2 separate regions of the Oryctolagus cuniculus genome follow, and region 2 is linked to region 1. A link is a contact called in public Micro-C data. All regions are on one chromosome and are shown on one strand. Each heading gives the region's core, a stretch centred on a gene start, on an enhancer-like site or on the middle of the called end of the contact. The rest is flanking DNA. Distances are from core to core; before and after follow the strand shown.

Evidence for each region. Hi-C and Micro-C count contacts between places; a contact is called where the count stands out from the background.
Region 2: a Micro-C map of ear pinna shows a contact between it and region 1, with 5 times the contacts expected there. The contact joins the enhancer-like site here to the promoter of DMBT1 in region 1. A contact is called at or near these places in 3 of 6 Hi-C or Micro-C datasets (ear pinna, psoas muscle and an unstated tissue).

What each region holds. Positions count from the first base shown.
Region 1 is chr15:8,480,262-8,482,981 of mOryCun1.1, reverse strand. It overlaps DMBT1 (deleted in malignant brain tumors 1), which reads left to right and starts at 1,463. Exons shown (of 33, transcript XM_051824338.2): 1 at 1,463-1,586. The coding sequence starts at 1,529.
Region 2 is chr15:8,704,208-8,706,907 of mOryCun1.1, reverse strand. No RefSeq gene overlaps it. Among named protein-coding and RNA genes, the nearest start is that of PLEKHA1, 28 kb to the right of the region's middle. Within about 2 kb of position 1,252, at least 1 of the 8 cell types and tissues checked has an H3K27ac peak or open chromatin away from gene starts, as enhancers often do.

The DNA.
Region 1 (2,720 bases), core at 214-2,713:
TCCTTTCCTGTGTGTTTCCTAGTAACTTGTATGAATGCCTTTCCTTGTGTTCCCATAGCAACTGGTATGACTGCCTTGTGCCCCTGTTGCCCTTGTCTCTAAGACCAGGCTGTATGCATCTGAGAGGAAGGGACACTTCTCTCACAGATACTAGTCCTGCCAGCACCTTCCTCTGCCAAGCTCAAGGCAGATCTTGCCAGTCTGTCACAGCACTCTTCCTGATGATCCCAGACCTAGCTTCATAACCACTCTGAGCCCCGTGCTGCAGGAACCCACCGATCATCATCGATGCGTGTCTGCTGAGAGGGATTCTCTAGCAGATGTGCAGCCCTGTGTCGTTCTCTCGCGTGTGCTTGGAGGCAGTGAGAGAATGAACAGAGCTGGGAGCATGAGTGTTCCTCAGAAGAACCACAGCAGAAGCTGGGGGGTCACAGGGGAAACTGCAGCTTGAATGATTTTCATCTGGGTGAAGCCGAATGCACCCTTGATCCTGGCTGGTGGCTGACACAAGCCCTAGGCTCAAGGTGCCCTCCAGAAAGAAGCTCGGACACTACTCATTAGCAGCAGGAAGTCAGCGTGTCATCCGCTAGTCCTGGCGTCACAGCTAAGAGGCAGGACACTGCTCATGCCAGATGGGACAACGGGGATGTCCTGCAAAGCTGCCTGCTTCTTACCAACACGCCAGCCGCCCAGCGTGTCTCACTAAACGAGAGCAGGCAGCCTTCTTGGCTGATTGGCAGGGGATTGTCAAAGTCTAGTGATGGAGATGCCATCCAGTGAGGTGCTGGCTGCAAAGCAAACCCGAGGAATGGCATTCTCTGCAAGGTGGGCGAAGGCTGGGGCCCGGCTTCGTGACTTTGCCCAGCTCCAAGCATTATACAGCATGAATGCCAAGGACGAGAACTCCAAACCCTGTGAATTGGTCGCAGGTGGTTCAGTGTGAGGACACATGTTTCTCAGCTCCTGTGCTCTGGGGTTAGTGAGAGTCCCAGGAGACGGTGGCTGGAGCTGGGGCAGACCCGCGGCCTCCACTGACTTGCTCCTCGTGCCCTCTGCTCCCCCGTCACGTCTGCACTGTTGTCATCCTCATTCCTCCGAGGCAGGCTGTACGCACAGGGGCCAGGACAAATGAGCTCTCCCCTTTGGCATGGTGTTCTGTGTTTGCGCAGCAGCCCACATCCTGCTTCCCACAGGTTCATTCAGACTCTCCAAGGCGCAGATCAAGCCCGTGTTCAGGCAGCGCTTGGTAGCCTGGGGGGTGCCCCTAGGAGGAAGCTGGAAATCACACGCCAATGCTGGTGTGTTTGCAGTTGGGCCACGGCCAGGTCATTCAAGCAGCGATCAATCAAACACACCTAAGCTGCTCCCTCAGATTAGCCAGTGACCGTCAGCACAGCCCCTCACTTCCTTGAGATTGATTTATGGCAGCGATAGGGTGATTATGCCACCTCAGAGGACACGCCTCCTCTCACCCAGGAACCCATAAATACCAAGGAAACACCACTTAGGTGCAGAGGAAGCCAGCACCATGGACATCTCCACTGTCCTCGCACTCAGTCTGTTATGGGGTCCAGCTCTATCTCAAGGTATACGTCTAATTGTATTCATGACCTTCCCTCCTGCGAACCCGGCCGTGGCGAGTGATAGCTACTTGTTCCACCTCGAGGGTGATTCGTGGTTGGTATTCGTGGTGGCTGGCAAGTGTTTAGAAGGAACAGTGCTTTCTAATTTTGCTTTTGACTGAGAAGGACAGAGGGTTGTAGTTAGACCACACCAATCATTACGTATGATGAAGGAGAGGAAATGATTGCTTGGGCTTAGGAGAATCCTTGAGGTTCAGGGAAGAGGGATGCTTACTGATCAGAAGCCTCGACTTTGTCCTTGTTGGTTAAGTACATGCTTTGTGTGTTCTGGAAACTGGCAGAAGAGGCTCCCCTGCAAACGCCCGCCATGCGCCTTCCTCCTGCAGCCGTGTCTGGCTTGAGACCAGTATTTGCCGAGCGAATCAGGCCAAGTAACTGACACAGACAAGATGATCAGGATCCCAGACCCGTGGCTGTCACTGTTAGACCAGTGATTTGCAGTTGATCCCTCAGGCCTGGCTTTGTGTTCTCAGAGCGTCCGGTGGTGACGGGGACAGAGCTGGTGGGGAGGCCCGGTGACTGTTGAGTCTCAGTGTCAGTTTACTGAGATTCTGTGTGAGCAGGACCATTTGCCTTTCTCTCTCTCTCTCTCTCTCTCTCTTTCTCTCCCTTTCTCTCTCTCTCTCCCTCCTTTCCTCTGTCTCTTGGAGGGTACCAAACCATGCCCTGCTGTGGCTGTGTCTCCCCACAGCCTGACAACCCCTGGATTTCAGCTCCCCACATGTTCCTCCTGTTTTCTACCCTTGATTTTATTCTGTTTCCTGGGATAACCTGCACTTCCCCCTTCAGTAGTGCCGGGTCTGGCCGTGGTCCTGTCTCATGCTGTTCCCACTGCCTGGCAGTCTGGCTGTTGCCTGCCTCCAGCTGGCTAAATAGGGTTCCTCTTTCTAAATACTGTGGATCTCAACACATCTACATACATGCAGACACACTCACACAGAGACACATCATAAAGACACACAATAGACAAACATATGCATGTGTATGCACACACTTGTATACAATAAATCATACCTCTCACACAAAGACACACTCACACACACACACTCGTATACAACAAATCATACCTCTCAGACA
Region 2 (2,700 bases), core at 3-2,502, 220 kb before region 1:
TCAGAGGTGTGTATAGTGTCACTTCTTTAACCAGTAAATATAACGCCTATAAAATAACACATGTTGTCAAAAGAGAAAAATCACAGAGAAGAAAATCCAAGGCTGCTGGCCTTGACAAATTTTGATTTGCATTCAAAATGGGATTATCCATGTCTCCTTAGAACCTGCTCACAAGCTCTCTCTCTCTCTCTCTCCCTCTCTCGTTAAACAGGATGGTTTCTTTAATAGGGAGTGCTGTAGGAGCGGATTTCCCAAAGTTCATGGAAAATGCAGCTAAAAGGTACATTTCTTTTGGTGCAAAAGCTTTTTGCCTGCTTTTCTCATAGTACAGATTTTCCATGACTTTTTGGCAATTCCTTGCATTTGGGGAGGAAGGAGAGGATGTGTTTGCCTCACCTTCAAACTGTGTGACATCAGAAATGTCACCAAGGGACAGTGTCACTGGACAGACGTCTCAGGGCTGGGCATTCGGGGCTCTAGAGAAAGTGGGGTGTGACAGTTAGCAGAGCCCTACAGGGTAACAGGGACAGTGACATCCAGAATCTCTGGAAAGCAGCTCTGCTGGTGTCTGGGGCATGGCTTGGAAGCATCGTAAAACTGGAGAGACACCCACTTCCTGCGGGCAGCAACAATTAACCCCCTGGAACATGAACACTCGTGCACCAGGGATCCTCAAGGGTGAACCTTGCAAAGCAGCAATGCCCACAACGTGTCCCTAGAGCGAGCAGTAAAGACATGAGGGGTCCAAATGCCAGGGTGACCCCCACAGCTGACAGGGTAAGGGCCTTGGGGGTTGGGCACTATCTCCTGCCTTCGAGAAGAGGTGCTAGGACTTGGGGTGATGGGGAGAGGGGCCCCTTGTCATGTCCACCACCTCGCTGTGCAGGGGTGACGATTCTGGCTGGAAATCGCTTCCTGAGCCTCTCTGTGGCGGAGACACAGGTGCCATCTCCCTGACCCCACCCCTCCCCCAGGAGGTAGGTGAATTTTCTACATCTGATAAGAAAGGACCAGGCATTTCCTTGTCCCAAGCTCCAACTCAGGCCTGGCCACTAGCCCGTCTGTGTGCAATCCCTGCCAAGTCTCGCTGAGAAGTCTTGGGGTGCCTAATTCAGGTGTTCAGCAAATACCTGTGGGCCATGCATGTGACAGACCCACGTGCCAAGCACTTGCCGCAGGCAGGCCAGGTCCTCTGAGCGGCTGCTGTCTGCAGGAAATACCATGGGTTCCTCCAGGCGCAGTGGGCCGGGCTGAGGGCTGTCTCCTAAATGGGCCTGGCAGGCCGGGCTTGGTCTCCCAGGGGAGGGGCTGGAGGGAACCAGCGCACGGGTGACGCTGAGCCTGGCTGCCAAGGCTGATTGTGCAGCCTGCGCCCCAACTTTCTGGGGGATCTTGACACAGAAGCTCAAAAGGGACGTAGGGGTTCTCACTGTGAGCCACGTGCCCGATTCTCTTCCTTCCCCGGTGCCCGAGAGCGACCCTGTGACCCCGCTGCCCCGCGCTGGCTTCAGAAGTGGAAACTGACACAACCTTACTTAGCAGCCAGGCGCCTCCTGCCCGTCAGTCGCTGCGGCAATCCCGAGAATCCATCTCTCTCCACTAGGGGGCGCGGTCCGCCTCGCAAAGTTCAGTGGCAGAGCCTCGGAGCGCAGCAGTTGAAAGTAAAATTTGTACATCCCGGTGAGGCTCTGGTTATCCAGATAGCCACAGTATGCACAAGGTCTCTGAACCTAGGAAGCAGAAGTCTGGAGACAGAATTTTTTTTTAAATATATTTGCGCCGGCGCCGCCATAGCTCAATAGGCTAATCCTCCGCCTGCAGCGCCGGCACACCGGGTTCTAGTTCCGGTTGGGGCGCCGGATTCTGTCCCGGTTGCCCCTCTTCCAGGCCAGCTCTCTGCTGTGGCCAGGGAGTGCAGTGGAGGATGGCCCAGGTGCTTGGGCCCTGCACCCCATGGGAGACCAGGAGAAGCACCTGGCTCCTGCCTTCGGATCAGCGTGGTGTGCCGGCCGTAGCGGGGGTGAACCAACGGAAAAAAGGAAGACCTTCCTCTCTGTCTCTCTCTCACTGTCCACTCTGCCTGTCAAGTATATATATATATATATATATATATATATATATATATATATATTTGCGAGAAACAGGCAGAGAGACAGAAAGACATCTTCCATCCACGGGTTCACTCCCCGAAAGCAGAGGTTAGACCAGGCCGAAACTAGAAGCTGGGGGCTCAGTCCAGGTCTTCCTGCATGGGTGGTGGACCTCCCACTTGTGTGGTACTTGAGCCATCATCCGCTGCCTCCCAGGGTGCACGTTACCAGGAAGCAGATGGGAATTGGAGGCAAGACTTGAACCAAGGGACTGACACGGGATGGAGGCATCCCAAGTGGTGTTTTAAGCACTGGACCAAACACTTGCTCTAGACAGAAATTCTTGCGATGATTTTAAAAGCCCTTCTTACAAATGGGAGCTTCTTAAAAGAGAATTAAAAAAAATTTTTTTTGACAGGCAGAATTAGAGAGAGAGAGTTATAGACAGTGAAAAAGAGACAGAGAGAAAGGTCTTCCTTCTGTTGGTTCACTACCCTAATGGCCACCACGGCCGGCGCTGTGACGATCCAAAGCCAGGAGCCAGGTGCTTCCTCCCGGTCTCCCATGGGGTGCAGGGCCCAAGCACTTGGGCCATCTTCCACTGCACTCC